Regions from separate parts of the Rattus norvegicus genome. Here region 1 is linked to region 2. Evidence: chromatin contacts called from public Hi-C data. All regions are on one chromosome and are shown on one strand. Each heading gives the region's core, a stretch centred on a gene start, on an enhancer-like site or on the middle of the called end of the contact. The rest is flanking DNA. Distances are from core to core; before and after follow the strand shown.

Region 1 (3,599 bases), core at 970-3,469, 91 kb after region 2:
CCTTTAAGGATGAGTCCCAGGAACCAGATTTGTCTCTCTGCTGCAAGCAGCCAAGAAACTGGACAAAATCTGTGGGCAACTATTCACAGACAGAGGAGCTCAGACCTCAGAGCCCTGATGCTTAGGATATAAAAATGAAACGATAGATTCCACTACCAACCTTGGCTGGTTCACACAGTTTTCAGGCCAAAATGCAGGAAAAGACTCAACCCAAGTACAGTAGGTTTACTGAGAAGGAGACTGGAACTTAAGATGTGCGCCTTCTGAAAGAGAACACTGTGCAAAATGGAGCTACCGCAGTCTGCACAGGATAAGTCGGGTGTCTTTGCAAACTATTAGACTGAGCACACGTGGGATAAAAGATCCCACAAGCCAGAACATAGCATGGGCGGGGACTTGCCAGTTCTCAGAGCAGGGCACAGCTAAACCATTAGCCATTTAGCCAGGAAGCTCTCGTTGGTCACTCAAGGTATTTGGTCAAGTTCGCAGGGCATCCCTTAGTAAACTCGAGCAGCCCCTGCAGTGGAGCTGTGTATAGAAAAGCTGAGACCAGTCTGGATAGAATCAGGTGGAAAAGCAACTAGCTTGTTAGTCAGAGCAAACTCAAGATTATTTAAAGGAAAGCAAACAGCCATCCATCCAGCAACATTACATTCACAGTATCTGAAATCCCAGGGATGAGAAAAACCATCGGACTTGCCACAGCGAAGAAAATGTAGCCTGTAATCAGAAGAAACAGACAGAGATGGCTTCCACAGGCAGAAGTGGGAGAGAACGGTGCTGAAATAGATCTTTTTCCAGACAGACTCTCACTGTGTAGCTCAAATGTTCTCAGACTTTCCCCACCCCACTACAGAGACACCCACATACTCACGTTCATGGTTGCTGTAGTTTTCTATATTCTGGAGGAAGTCACATCAGCCTAGATGTCTATTGACTGGTGAATGGAAAGTGAAAATATGGCACATGCAGACAGTTGGATTTTATTGAGCTACAAAGAAAAATGAAATTTGCAGGAAAAGGAGAAAAAATGGAACCGGAAGACATCCTGAGATATCCCAAGTGCCACCCCCCAAACAAATGACACCATATAGCCGTGATAAACACCAGAGGGAAAAGGTTGGTTTGGCTTCTAGGTTACAGTCTGTCATTGAGGGAAGTCAGGGCAGGAACTTAACCTGAAGCTGGGACAGGACAGCAGCTGGGATAACTCACAGTAGTGGTGGAAATGCTAATATCAAGCCAGGCTGCTTGTCAGCCAGCATGGGAGGAAGACTCACAAGGCCCTACCCCTCGCTGGAGCTGCTGCTGGTAGGGGAGAGTTGTTTTTAAAGGATGTGGCCACTGGTAGATTGCCCATGTGACAGTGGATGGTCTTATACCCATGTACACTCAGGCAGCACTAACTGGACTCCGTACAGAAGAAGGGAGAGGAGGAATCAGAAGAAGCAGGGGTGGGGGAAGAAGATAAAAGGAGAAAGGAATGGTGTTGGTTATTATCAAGTTATATTGTTTATATGTATGAGATTGTTGAAGACTAGAAAATATTTTTAAATTATTCATAAGAAAGCTGGGCTTTCTATTTTGATACAAGTGTTGGGACAAAACCTATTTCTAGAAATGAAGGGGGATATGCAATGATTCAGGAAATAATTTACCAAGAAATATGAAATCCTAAATGCGCATGCTCTCAATATCGGAGCGCTCTGAAACTCCACGAAGCAAAAAGTGAGTCCCAGTAAGGGAATCGGATGCCCAGCGACAGCTGCTCCCGAGAACAATGCTCTCTGAAAGTCAACAGACAGTCCTCGGTGGCAGTGGCGTCGTAGGCCACCAACTCACTACTGAGCAACCTGACTGAAGAGATGCTGGTAGAACGTTCCACCAAGCCATATCAAGAGACATAGTTAACCCTATATCTTTAAAAAAAATCACCAAAAATACACTATGTGCTAGGGCCATAAAGTTAATATCCAAGTACTAAAGGGATTAAAATTATGACGAGCATGTTCCCTGACCACAAGGGAATTAAGTGCAGAACCACTGCAGGCACAAGTTGGTGACACTTGTCCTCTAGACACACTATTGGCTTTAGTGGCTCTCTCTGGCTCTGGAGCAGATATTTTGTGCATTACTAGGACTTTCTTCAAGCAGCTGCTTTGAAACTGCTAGTCCATGCCTACCAAGTTCACTTCCCCTGCCCCCGTGGAGCTCCCAGCGTCTCATCTCTCTGAGGGAGAGTCATGAGGCCTGTCCTCCCGCTGTCCACAGAGCAGGTGCGCTGTGCTAATGACAGCCTAAAAAGACTTGATGATCCAGGTCCTCAGGCCCAGGCCTGGCTGCCTGCACTCTCCTTGGTCTTCCCTGCAAGCAGGTCTCAGAAGCATCGAAGTCCCAAAGCCTTTTGTCCCCAGCAGAGAGCTGTAACTTAGACATGAAAATAAACAAGCGGTCCTTAGGAGTGGTGTGGGTGAGTCAGGGCAGGCCTGTGGAGCATTCTATCTTTCTGATCGCCTGTTATGTTAGCTTTCACGGACTTGGGTTTATTTATTTATTTCAAAGGACCCTGAACATCTCCTGAAATACTTGCTGGGTTTTTAACCCATTTCCATAGGTAGCAACAGACAGAAATAGATACGGGGACCAGGGCACAGACCCAGGACACAGATTAAAGTAGGGAATACAAATGCAGCAGACAATCTACCAAACAGGAGACAGCCACAGGGCGGTACGAGCCTTGGTTTCCATACTCAGAGAATGGACACACGTGCATGCCTTGTCAGCTGTACGCTAAGCACAGGAAGCAACACACACACACACACATACACACACACACACACACACACACACACACACATGCATACATAGCCACACACATTCTTATCTTATTTAGTCAGATAGTACTTGGAAAATGTCTGCTATTCCCTAGGACGTAGCAGATGCACAATAAACAATACAAAATAAACAAAACCCTCATCCTGGGAGCAGAGGGTTCCTTTCACAGAAGGAGGGGACTGAGAGAATCAGAGCAAAGACACTTTCCAAACTTTTGCTTATAATAGAAGGAGAGAATTTAAAGAGAACAGGCCCCTTTAAGAAAATTGGAAAGATAGTCTGCATTAGATTTTGTTTTTGGTTTTGTAAGCAACTCACTGTCATCCCAGCCTTCTTAGAGGCAAAGGTAACTTCTTTCCAGTGACTTCTAATAAAAAGTCTGTTTTCTCTTCAAAGCAGACGCTCCTCTGCTCCTCTGCTGTGGTGTCCCCTGAAGGCAAACATGGCGTTTAGAGCTCACTATACATTCTGATGCCTGCACACACATTCTAAATATAGTAGCCAGATGATTGCTTAATTTAGCTAGCAATGGCAGATTGTTGACAAAGAGTGCCTGCTGAGTCCCAATGCCTCAGAATGTAGTATTTGTGAAGCAAATCATATCTGCAGAAATGACTAACAATGCCATTCTCTTCATACAGTGACATAATATTTAGCTCCGTCATGGGAGTCTAGTTGCCTTATTTTTACAATGTTAAGTACCCTATTGATAAATATAGATTACCTGGATCCAGTCAGTCCTGCCGCAGGGAGAGCAACGCTTG
Region 2 (3,625 bases), core at 944-3,443:
AGAGCGGAATTGCAACCAGAAGCCCAGTTCAACAACCTGCACCATAGTGCAGACTCCGAGAGTCTCCTTGAGTCCCTTGCGATGTACTTAATTCTGTGTGATCTCTTCCTTCCTTTAGTTTCAGACAAATGCTCTCTTGCCACCTAGGGCTTCCCCTGTTTCTTTTTCCTCATGGCCTCAGACTAGTACCTATAGAAGTTGTGTCTTTCTGGATCCCCTTGTCCTCTAGGAAACAGAGCAGACCATCTTTCCCTCTTTGGCCCTCTGCTTCATTGACACGCCCCTGAAGGTTGAAGCGTCCCTTGTTCCAATAGCAGCACCGGGTAAGCAGTCCTTCGGCCTCACTCAAGAAGGAAGGGAACTGACACCAGCTGAAGAGAGTTTGGCTAGTAACTCTTCTACAGAAGGGCTCCTATTGCATCTAATCACGCCTAATCTTCCTGTAAAGATGTTTAAAAAAAAACGTGTAAATCAAGTTTTCGTAAATCTAATCATATGTTTTATGCATCAGGTGAACTTGGTTTGTAAAGGGATCCCATAGTGCAGCCTGCGGTAAAATGAAGCTCGGCTCCTTTTAGCATTCACCTCTGTAAATGTGAATAATTATTCCTGGGGTTGAAAGAGGTTCGCCTTCATTTAGGGTTTTTACATTTTTGAAATGCTGTCTTTACATTTCTTCTTCTGAAAAGGTCTCCTGTATCCCAGGTAGCCTCTACGGGCCTGCTCGCAGAGGATGACCTTGAACTTTTCCTCCTCCCTCCCTCCCTCCACCACCCAAGTGCTGCAGCCACAGGCCTGAGCCTCCAGAGCACCTGGTTTATGAAGCGCGCATAAAGATCAAATCCGGGGCTGAATCTACCAACTGAGATGTCGCGCCTAGCACTCCTAGCCCACAGTGTCTTATTTTCAGCGAGCCCCAAGCGGGTACGTATTCCACTACTAAGGGGCCCAGACTACCCGGGTCTTAAGGAGCCCCAGCCCTCATGCCAGTGCGTCCTAATGGGTCACCACCTAACAGAGAGCCAGGCGGAAACCTTGCTGCTCTCTGCATGATGAAGCCGGATTTCCATTTCAAGGTGGCTCAGCCTTCCTCCTTTCCCCTCCTCTTTGACAAATGAAAAGAGACACAGACTTCTCAATTACAAATGGTGGCATCCTTAGGGGCGGGGTGGGGGAGGGGGTGGGAGGGAGGGAGAGGGAGGGGGGAAGGGAGGATTCACTAAATGGAGGGTCGTGCAATTTCTCAGCCTTCAGGAATTCTGAGACTCTGGTCGCAGAAGCTAGAGGAAGCTAGGCACCGGCAAGATTTTTATAGCACGGTGTTTATTCTCCTACTCCACAGAGACAAGGTTTTATGGCAAGAAGGGGCTTAGCGACCAGAGCAGAGTAAAACTAGGTTACTTTCCAGGTTTGTGCTGCCGACCTTACTCGGAAGAGGGAGCGCCCGGGAGGCATTTCTCATCGTCCATCCACCCCAGATGTACAATACAAAGGGTCCAATATTCAAATATTTGAAAAATGTAATTCTTGTTGGGGAGAACGTGTCCTAACAAAAAGCTCTGCTTTTGGGGAAAGTTGGGAAATGCCCCAGTCTTAAATCCCAGCATCAGGAAGTCCTGTTTGACTTGGGCACAGAGAGCTGGATCATCCTTTAGAAAGGAGAACACAGGCGAAGAGAAGGGAGACTCGCAGATGGCTGGTTAGGGATGCCAGTCAAGTCTGTGGGAGAAGCCTTGACTGAATGTGAAGCAGCTGGTTGAAGGCAGGCTCAATCAGGATTTCTGGGGAAGAAAAATAACACTCGGGCTTGGCTCTGGATTCCAGCAGGGGGAGCCCTAACTCTGGGAACCCGACATTAGTCTCTGACCGCTAGTTATCTCGGTCTAGCCCCTTCTCAGTTCAGCATTCCTGGTCACCGAGGTTGGTTACAAGGTCTGTAGATGGTGTCGCTGAACCAGAATCAGAGGTCTCGGTCTGCGCGTCCTTGGATGAGAAAAGTGGTTAATACCTTTATAGAAACACAGCAGAGCAGACATTTCAGAACCAGGTGATCAGCAGCAAAGGGGGAAAAAAACCCCGAGGAGATAAAGGATACGCTTCCCCCTCTTGTTACCCCCTCCCCCACACACCTCTGCTCTCCACAGGGAATGTGTTCTGATGTTTCCTCTGTACCGGGGTGCTGAGCAGGGAGCCAATCCCAGGCAGTAAAAACTTCCGGAGTGTGGGAGCTGGGTGAATGGACCGGGCTTCCGTCCAGTACTGGGTTCCTGCTGCTCTCTCTTTGGGTTCTAGAACGACAAACAACTACACCCTCATATTGTAACTACAAGGGGTTAAGGGACTCACTCCATTTGTCCTGTCTTCTGATATCCACTCTGGGGGATAAGCAGGGAATTGTAGTAAGCCTAACAAAACGTTCGGAAAGTCCTGTAAAAAAAACAAAACAAAACAAAACAAAACCGTTCAGCCCATCATGTGCCTAAGAGGCAGCACGCTCAGGGCAGAGTTCAAAGCTGCACTGTGTGTAGCATTGCTGTCTGCAGGAGCCCTCAGCAACTTCTGTAATCTCTGGTAAGGGAAAGGAAGCTTAACACACCACCCATAGATCCCATTGTCCCCAGTTTTTGTGGAAAGAAAGCTAGCTGCAGCTAGAACCGCGGTAGTTTAAATAAACTAATGAAGACCCCCAACTGGATTTTGTCTAATCCAAAATTTCTGAAATGTATGTGATCTGACCAGACCCTGTTTTCCACAGAGTACTTATATTCAAGGTGTGGGCGTTCTGTGCAGCCCACTTCGAGAAATTTCGGCAGAGCAGCCTCTCTGGGCTTCGGGTTTCTCCTCTGTGCAGTGTCTTCCTTCATTCTGGGTACCCTGCTGGTTCCTGGAGGAAGGACCTGGTAGTACTCAGAACACACTCAGGATTCCTACAACGGGCTTGTGAATGGACAGACACTGACTGGTCTCACACTCATGCTCAAGGTAGATTGTGGGCTTTGACACACACAGAGACAAAATCACGGGACAAGATGCTTTCTTTGTGTTCAGCTTATAAACCACAGGGCACACAAGTCCCGAGGCAAGTTTTGAACCTTACTCTTTTTTCTGTACGGAACGGTGTATGGTTCTTGGCCTTTCCTATGCAAGGCCACACGGGTTTCTGTTTTCACTTAGGCAATGAGTGAGTGTCATCGTGAGGAGATCCCTTTCCCTGGGGATGTTGATTAAGCTGCGGCAGAAGGAAGACGGGGTGGGGTGGGGGGGGTGGGGGGGCGGGGGGTAGGGGGGTTGGGGGTGGGGGGGTGGGAGGGTGGGTTTGCTGTATGATGCTGCCCATCTACAGTGCTCACGTCCACTGAAGATCCTTGTTAATGTTTGTCCAGTAAGTACTAGACCACACATCTGTGTGCCAGTCACTCACTCCTATCCAATGGGAAGCCATTGTCTCAAACTCTTGCTCAAGTTCTGCGATCCTAAAGAGCTTTTCCCCTTTGTTTCTAACCGTGGCTGACGATCTGCCAGATTCCACATTGTTCTAGCTGGGGTTACACACATTAGCACTCCTTATACATTGCCTGGTGGCTGGGGTTCCTTTGAATGCATAGCTAGGATGCAGGCTTTAGGA

Evidence for each region. A called contact is a pair of places that touch in the nucleus more often than the background predicts.
Region 1: a contact with region 2 is called in a Hi-C map of psoas muscle, with 2.0 times the contacts expected there. The contact joins two enhancer-like sites. A contact is called at or near these places in 2 of 12 Hi-C or Micro-C datasets (Schwann cells and psoas muscle).

What each region holds. Positions count from the first base shown.
Region 1 is chr3:77,859,847-77,863,445 of GRCr8, forward strand. It overlaps LOC108350396 (a long non-coding RNA gene), which reads right to left. Exons shown (of 12, transcript XR_010064810.1): 4 at 3,560-3,599; 5 at 3,154-3,265; 6 at 875-991; 7 at 161-720. Among named protein-coding and RNA genes, the nearest start is that of Cdca7, 130 kb to the left of the region's middle. Within about 2 kb of position 2,220, at least 3 of the 93 cell types and tissues checked have an H3K27ac peak or open chromatin away from gene starts, as enhancers often do.
Region 2 is chr3:77,768,683-77,772,307 of GRCr8, forward strand. No RefSeq gene overlaps it. Among named protein-coding and RNA genes, the nearest start is that of Cdca7, 40 kb to the left of the region's middle. Within about 2 kb of position 2,194, at least 18 of the 93 cell types and tissues checked have an H3K27ac peak or open chromatin away from gene starts, as enhancers often do.